Regions from separate parts of the Bos taurus genome. Here region 1 is linked to region 2. Evidence: chromatin contacts called from public Hi-C data. All regions are on one chromosome and are shown on one strand. The core of a region is the stretch at or near the end of the contact, and the rest is flanking DNA. Distances in the headings are between cores, read along the strand shown. Region 1 has its middle 14 kb from the start of C11H9orf50. Region 2 overlaps PTPA (protein phosphatase 2 phosphatase activator).

What was found. A called contact is a pair of places that touch in the nucleus more often than the background predicts.
Region 1: a contact with region 2 is called in a Hi-C map of liver, with 5 times the contacts expected there. The contact joins two enhancer-like sites. A contact is called at or near these places in 2 of 11 Hi-C or Micro-C datasets (liver and skeletal muscle).

The regions. Positions count from the first base shown.
Region 1 is chr11:100,002,061-100,006,416 of ARS-UCD2.0, forward strand. No RefSeq gene overlaps it. Among named protein-coding and RNA genes, the nearest start is that of C11H9orf50, 14 kb to the right of the region's middle. Within about 2 kb of position 2,656, at least 39 of the 102 cell types and tissues checked have an H3K27ac peak or open chromatin away from gene starts, as enhancers often do. A contact at or near this core is called in liver, where this site is marked.
Region 2 is chr11:99,598,627-99,602,504 of ARS-UCD2.0, forward strand. It overlaps PTPA (protein phosphatase 2 phosphatase activator), which reads left to right. Exons shown (of 10, transcript NM_001046173.1): 9 at 707-814. Among named protein-coding and RNA genes, the nearest start is that of MIR12056, 3.4 kb to the right of the region's middle. Within about 2 kb of position 1,830, at least 37 of the 102 cell types and tissues checked have an H3K27ac peak or open chromatin away from gene starts, as enhancers often do. A contact at or near this core is called in liver, where this site is marked.

The sequences.
Region 1 (4,356 bases), core at 1,406-3,905, 400 kb after region 2:
GCGCATTGCCGGGGTGGGGGGGCGGGGAGGGTGTGTCTATCTCGGCTGGGGAAATCTGGCTTTCCCCCTGCCTCATCAACAGCCCTCCTGGGCCCCTTGCCCCGCCCTGGCCCCCGCTAGCCTGTGCTAAGAAGAGCCCCACCAGCCTTGATGCAGGGCCCACAGCAGTTGCCTCCCTGCCCCTCCCCCGGTCCTCCGTCTGGGTCTGACCACTCCTCTACCTCCCTGTCGTCACAAGGCCCAGGTGTCCTCCCGGTGCCCTAAACAGTGGGTTAGGTTCCTCCTGTGCCCCCAAAGCCCCGGGCCTCCCCGCATCTGTCACTCTGTCCTGCAATCGTCCACTTGAGTCCATGTCCCCAGCAGACTGTAGCCTCCGGACAGCAGGGCTGCACATGTGGTGCCCACTGTGTGCTCGGGGCCCAACATGAGTGTGGCACACAGTAGGCGCTCGACGAACTGCCTGCAGATGAAAGGGAAAGAGCCCCTGGGACAGCTCATATCCCTGGGGCCCCGGCTGTCTCGGGTTCTGCATCTCCGTGGCTCCACACTGACACCCAGCCTCCCAGCGGCGCCTCTCTGACCCTGCCTGGAGTCAGCACTCCCGTCCCCCCTCCCCGTGGGCCCAGCCCCGCCTTCGAGGGAATTCTTGAGACTCCGGCTCTCAGGACCCTTTGCTCCAGCCCTATCACTAGCCAGTCTCCACAGCCTCCCCAAACGCCACCTTCCAATACATCTCTCCCGCCCTGGGCTTCCCCGGGTTCTCCATGCCTCCCCGGGGCCCCAGAGCTGGAGGACAGACCCTGGGGCAGGAAGGGGCTCCAGACCACCCTGCTTGCCCCTGGGAGAAGAAGGCCCAGGATCCCATGTTGGCCTCTCTTCCTGCTGAATTTGAATCCTGACTACAACACTTAAAAACAAAGTGACCTTGAGAAAGCGATGAGCCTCTCTGGGTTTTGGTTTCCCAACAAGGAATGGTTGTGAGAGACAGTCTAGGGTGGGGGTGGGGGAAGGGTGTGGGGGAGGGTGGGGGTGGGGGGAGGGGGGTCTGGTCTGGGGCACACCGGACCTGGCTCCAATTCCAGTGGTAGGCACGGCCTGGACAAGACCCGGTAACTTCCCTGGCCCTCAGTTTCCTTATTTGCTAAGGAGCTAAGGAGATGCCCTCCAGGGGGTGGAGAGGCCCAGTGAGGGGGGACCCCGGGAGAAGGGAGAGGCGCTTTTCCTGCTTCTCCCATCACTTCCTTCTGCGCTGCGTTGGGAACGTTTCCTCCCTCCCCACCACCCTCCAAACTAGCCGCAGCTCCAGCTGCCAGCCCTGGTTTGGCACAGGTCTGCCCACAGCCCAGGCAGGCGGTCCAGGGCAGGGGGTGGAAGGGGGTGGGTGCTTCTATGGCTCAGACTGAGGAGGGCAGACAGGAACTGGAAGAGACCAGTGCATGGGGCGGAGGGTGGTCCACCTGCCTCGCCCCACCCTCCGGAGATTCAGGGGGTCTGCGGTAGTGGGGAGCAAGAGCTGGAGGGGCGGCCAGCTCCAGCCACAGCTGCTTCCCAGGGCCTTCCAGCCATGCGGCTCCCTGGAGCCCAGGAGGGACTGGCCACGTGCCAGCCCTGAGTGGAAATGTACCAGCGAGAAGGACCCCGCTGGGGACCCTGGGGAGGGGTCGCTCCCCTCCCTGAAGCAAGTCCCTCCCTCCGTCCCCCTTCTTAGTCGCGCCATGTCCAAGCTCTGTGAGCAGAGGGGCAGGGGCATGCTGGAAAGGTCTGCAGAGGACTGCGGTGGGGGCTGCATCTGCGGCCTCCCCGGCAACAAGTGCACCCAGAAGGTGGGGGGTGCGGTCGCGGGCAGATCCCCGACCATGGGAGGGTATGTGGGTGTTCTCTGTTATGTGGGGTTTCTAACTGTGTGGTGTGGGTCTTGGGATGTGGTGCCTGTGTGTATGATGTGTCTGTGTGTGTGGGATGCGTGTGCTTATGTGCATGTGTGTGTGCACGCGCACGCGCGCGCGCAGGCGCCTGTCCGCGGCTGTCCCCGTGTGTCCCTGCGTTTCTGCTGGGAGTGGCGAGAGGGGAGGCTCGGGGCCACTCAAGGTCCTCTTGACACAGAATCCGTGTCTGTCGAGGAGGGAGACAGGAGAGAGGACGAGAACGCGGAGAGGGAAGGAAGAAATGGAGGGCTGGGGTGGGGGCCCCGGGGGAGGGGGACGATGCGAGCGGAAGGGATGCGAGGCAGGGCGTGGTGGGATGAGGGCGAGGAGCGGAGGGGTCCCCTACAAGCCGGGCTGCGGGACCCCGCGTGGCCGCCCGCTGGGTCCCCGCCGCCCGCTCTCGGGGGCCCCGACACCCCGACTCCCGCCCCCGTGCTCTGCACGCTGGACTCCATCTCTAGTGCTCCCGGCTGATCCCGCTGTTGCAAGCTTAAGCAGATTTTTTGCTTTAACGACAAAAAACGAGAAAGAGTCGGTTGGGGGAGGGGGTTGGGAGCGTCCCCCGGGGTCCCCGTCCGCGGTCCGGCGCGGAGAGCTAGCGCAGGGGGCAGGACGCCAGGCGCCAGCGCCGCGCGAGGGGAAAAGTTTCCGACCCTGGAGCGAGAGCTTGAGAAGTTTCGGCCGCGCCGGGCGGCGCCAAAGCCAGGCCAACACTGCCCCCGCGTGGGCGCGGCGCGGCGCTGCAGCCGGTGGCCTCCTTGGGGTGGGGCGGTGGTCCGCGGCGACTCTGCGGGGGGTACACACTGAGGCTCGGAGCCGGTGAGCTTGGCCTGCGCAAAGGCCAAGAGGAGGAGGTGTACTAGAAGCAAGCCTCCTTTTGGACTCGCAGGCTCTCCAGGAAACAGAACTACTGCTGGTGGAGTGGGAGGGCGTGCAAGTCAGAGAGTGGGGATGGGAGAGATTAAGTCGTTCCAAGGATTGCAATCCCCCTCCGGTCCCATCCCCTACAGGGTTTGTAGATCCGTGACTTGAGAGTCCCTTGGTCTGCAAGAAGATCCAGCCAGTCCATTCTAAAGGAAATCAGTCCTGGATGTTCCTTGGAAGGACTGATGCTGAAGCTGAAACTCCAATACTTTGGCCACCTGATGCGAAGAACTGACTCATTGGCAAAGACCCTGATGCTGGGAAAGATTGAAGGCAGGAGGAGAAGGGGACAACAGAGGATGAGATGGTTGGATGGCATCACCGACTCAATGGACATGAGTCTAAGTAAACTCCGGGAGTTGGTGGTGGACAGGGAGGCCTGGCATGCTGCAGTCCATGGGGTTGCAAAGAGTCAGACATGACTGAGCGACTGAACTGAACTGAACTGACCCCTTTGTGGAGGCAAAGCCGTCGTTCAAAACAGCGCCCTCAACTTCTATTACCATATGTAAAATAGACAGCCAAGGGGGAGTTTGCTGTCTGGCTCTGGAAACTCAAACAGGGGCTCTGTGTCAACCTAGAAGGGTAGGATGGGGAGGGAGGTGGGAGGGAGGTTCAAGAGGGAGGGGATATATGTATACCTATGGCTGATTCATGTTGAGGTTTGACAGAAAAACAGCAAAATTCTGTAAAGCAATTATCCTTCAATTTAAAAAAAAAATTAAAAAAGAAAGAAAACAGCACCCTCCTCCATCCACAACCTGTCCTGGTCCCACGAACCCTGCGGCCCGTCCAGCCCAAATCCCATCCCTTCCCCCTCAGCAGTGCACCCGCTGAGTGTGGGTTCCGTGGCTCTTTCCTCCGTGGCCAGGAGGTGGCGAAAGAGACCTCGACGCTGGCCTTGGTGAGGGATTGGAGCCACAGCGGCTTCAGGAAGGGGAGGGGGCTGAACTCTGCCCAGTGGCAGGCACGCAGGTGTGTGGCAGGGCCAAGCCCGGCACATAGGCAGAAGGAGGTGGAGCTGCTGGGTCAGCGCAGCGTCAGGAGGGCTCCAGGCGGTTCCTGCCCCCTTGTCTTTCACCACCTCCTGACGTGACTCCAAACACTCCCCCACTCCCGGGACCACCCCCCGCCCCAACTAGGAGAGAAACATCTGGCCCCTGCCCACCCAGATGCTTGCCCTCCAGGGACCAGATGGTGAAAACCTGGCCTGGGGAACGCTCCCTTCCTCCACAGTCTGGACGCCCTTACCCTACCAGGGAGTCCCACAAGCAGCCCCTCCGTTCAGCCTCTCAGTCCTCTCCAACTCAGCGACCCCACGGACTGCAGACCACTGGGCTTCCCTGTTCATCACCGCCTCTCCGAGCTTGCTCAAACTCACGTCCATCAAGTGGTTGATGAACCATTTCATCCAACCATCTCATCCTCTGTGGTTCCCTTCTCCAGCCTTCAGTCTTTCCCAGCATCAGGGTCTTTTCCAATGAGTCAGTTCTTCGCCTCAGGTGGC
Region 2 (3,878 bases), core at 580-3,079:
GGGCAGTGTGGAGGGGATTGTGAACTGCCTGTTAATAAATACAGATGTGCTGGCCTTGTGCTGTCTGAGGGGTGCACTCAGGCGCACGCGCTTCCTCGTCTCAGTGCTGGTTTCTGAGATCATGGAGGCTCCACTGGGCCTGCTGCAGGATTTCTTCCAAGAGGAGGGACTGGGACCGTACGGTCCTTGCTCCTGCCTGTCTCTCGCTGCTGGGGTTGCCATCCCTTCTCCACTCGGCTGCCAGGTCAGGCTGGCTTTCTAAAGACGTTCCTCCCGCATCTGCTGCAGGTGACCCGTGTTTTTCCCCTCTTTTCCTTCTTCCCTCCGCCTCCCATGAAGAAGGCAGTCAGGTGCTTGGGCTTGGTCCAGGCCCTCTCCCAAACCGACCCTTCCCTAGGCTCTTCCTGCTCTCCCTGTGGCAGGCCAAGAGAGACCCTGTCTCTGGCACATGTGTGTATGCGTGCACGTGGGCATATGCACACATGCGCCTGCCTGCACGACTGCCACCCCATAGGTGCCTGCTGCCACCTGGTCTTCGTGAGAGTGTGTGTGCGTGTGTCTGTATGTACGTCTGTGTGTTTACATGTGTATGTATGTGCTTACATGTGTGTGTGTACACACGTGTGTGCTGGAGCAGCCTTGCTGCAGGGAGCAGGTGGTAGGCTCCAGGGCCCACATCTCCAGCTTGTGAACTCTTCTTTTCCAGATGAAGACAGGCCCCTTTGCAGAACACTCCAACCAGCTGTGGAACATCAGCGCTGTCCCCTCCTGGTCCAAAGTGAACCAGGGTCTCATCCGCATGTATAAGGCCGAGGTGAGTGGGGACTGGCTGGCACTCTCGGTTCTGGGCGCCCTCACCCCCACCCCACTGTTCTGCTCTTTGTCCAGCTCTGAGTTGTGGGCCAGCCCCTTCTGACACCTGAGGCCTGTGAATCTCTGTCTTTGGGATGGGCAGCCAGAAAAGCCCTGTGACTGAGGCTAGACCCTGCTGCTCCTGGGTCTCTGTTCCCACTTGTCAAATGGCTGGAGGCACTTCTCAGCTCTGTCCTGTGGGGACGCGATAAAGGAAACAGGCTTGGGAAAAGGCTCTATCCTTTGGAGACGTCATCCAAAATGATGTTTCTCCCACCTTGGTGTGTCTGATAGCTGGGCAGGTGGGAGGTCTTGTGGGGAGGCCCAGGGCTACATTTTTAATAACTGCTTCTGGGGTCCTCCCTGCTCTCCAGTCAGAGCAGCAGGGAGAGGTGTGGGCCTCCGGAGGTCCCCCTGCTGGGGGGCGGCCACCCCCTTTCCTGCCCCCTCTGCTCGTCCTCCTTGGCAACCTTCTCCCCTCCAAGGACGTGACTTTTTCTCTGGCAAGTAAGGAGGAGACATTTCTTCCCACCCTGTTCTTTACTCTAGCTCTTCCACATCTTAGGCAGACCAGTCCTAGAACTGCTTGACCTTGACCCGGGAGGGCCTGGCGTGAAGTCCCTCACCCGGAGCAGTGGGTCCCAAACTCCCCTCTTTTCACCCTTCGGCTGGTGGTCTCAGGTGTTGTTCTGGAGGTGCTTCTCTCTCGACCCTTGGTCATCCCTCTCCAGGGAAGGGGAAGGTTGTCTAGGTGGCCTCCTTACAGCCAGAGCTCACTCAGGGCCGTCAGCAGAGGCAGAGGAGCAGGAAGGGTAGGGTACAGGGCGCTGGGTGTGGCTGGGAGTACCAGCGCTTCCAGTGGCCTGGATCCCTCTGTGCCGCCCTGAAGGGGTTAAAGGTGCTGGGACTGACCAGGCCTGGCCCTCTCCCTCCCTTCCGCCTCCTCCCCCTCCGGTCCTCTTCCTCTGGACTTCACATCCTGTGTTTAGGTTCCAGCCCACATACCTCTCTAATCTGAGAGGAGCCTTTGCTGGGGCTGGGCAGGCTCCATCCGGCCCTCAGCCCTCCACACTGGCCCTCCTGCTGGAGAGTCCCCAGGGCACTGCCCTCTGTGTGTCCTGTTGTTCTCGACCCCTCCCCACCCCAGTCCCACAGTGGATGCTGAAGGGGTCTCCCCGCTGCCGCCCCCTCCAGGCCCTCCCACCCCCCACCTCCCCATAGGCTGGACTCTGGTGCCTTCCCTGCCTAGGATCTTAGATGCTGTCCTTCCTGCAGGCTCTTACTTGAGTGACTAAACTTATCTTGACCTGGGCCCCTAAGGGCGGAACAGGAGGCCCTGCCTCCGGTCCCTACCTTTGTCCAGAGGCAAAAGAACCCTGGCTGGAGGAGCAGGGTAAGACTGCAGCCCTGATGGTGCCGCACAAACAAAGCGGTCGAAGGTGGAACAATTGTCCATGTGTCTCTGGCTGTTGAACACAGGAGGTCAGCGACTGCAAACTGCCCGCAGCTCAGGACCAGACAGAGGGAGCGCTGAGCAGATAACCCAGCGCCCTTCCTGAAACCCAGAAATTGCAGCTCTGGCTGCACGCAGCCTGCCAGCTGCTGTGTGGTGGCCACGCCTTGGTAGGACAACCCTGGGACTCGCTGACTCTTAAGTCTAGGGCCACCGAGTCCCTGTAACCTGCAGCAGCCATTTATAAGTTGCCAGCAGGTCACCCTTAGTCTGTGATCCCTGGGGTTGTGGAGTCGCACACTCTCTGAGCAGAGGAAAGCTAGGAGTGGACTCGTTCTTCCAGATGGGTTCCGGTCCTTAGGGACCTTGGGTCCTTGGGGACCTCCGAGGCCTGCCAGTTCTGAAGTACAGAGGGAGTTTAGCAGAGGCCAGAGCCCGAGACAGAGTTGGCTGCGGGAGGGGAGCTGCCCTGAGTTGCCACGAAGGCCTGTCTGGGCCTGGCGCTTGGGCCCAACTGTCTGCATCTTCAAGCTGCCTGTCTCGGCCTTTCTGAGTGGAAGAACCAGATGCTTCTGGGGCCCTTGTTGGGGTGGGCCTGTCTTTCCTGAGGGCTGGCCCCATGCAGGTGTTCCCTTCAGAAGGGTCTGTCAGGACCGAGGAGCTCCTTCTCTCCCTGACTCACTGGGAGCTGGGAGGGCCGCCCGCTGGAAGGTCTGGACTCAGCTTGGCTGAAGCAGTTGCTCTGTCCAGAGCACAGGTATTGCCGGCACAGGTCACTGCTCTGGAGAAGAGGCGTGGCCTGAGGCGCCTCTGCTGTGACCCTGGCGCTCCACTTCTTTTGCCCCAAGCAGCCCTTTGCCTTTAGCCCAGTTCCTCACCTCCCCCTGGCCCTGGGGAAGCTTGTTTGGGGGATCCCTGAGGGCAGAGTGAACAGAACCCCTGCTCCAGTCCCCTAAGCCTCTTGCCTTTATAACTTCTCAGACCTGAAAGCTAGAAGCAGGTTGACCTTTGACTCTTTCTGGAATTCCAGGGCCCTAGGGGGCCCCCCTTTGACAAACTCCTACCACTTCCTCCATGATCTAAGCACAATGGCAGCTGCCTTTGCCTCTGGCCTGGATTTGCTGCTCTTCCCCGCCAGGGGCCACCCCCAGCTGCCTGCCCCCCACTTTGTCTGCCCCAGGCCCAGGGTCTGACTGTGGCCTGGAGCTCTGCTCCCTCACACAGCTTAGCTCCCCATCCTTCCATCATCAGAGATTTCCCTTCCTGCTCACCTCCAGGCCCTCTTCAGGCTTTGTGGACCATCCCTGACTCTGAGAGACAGACAGACAGACAGACACACACACACACACACACACACACACACACACACACACACACACACACACACACACACACACACACACACACACCCCCACACCCCCACACCCCCACACCCCCACACCCCCCCCCCCCCCCATGGCAAAGGCCCCTTCATCTTTGCTGCTGGCTCTTGAGGTCATGGACCCCGGGCCAGCGCTGGCCTTTGTTCCTCTGAGGTAGCAGGAGAAGGGGACAGTAACAGGATGGGACCCTT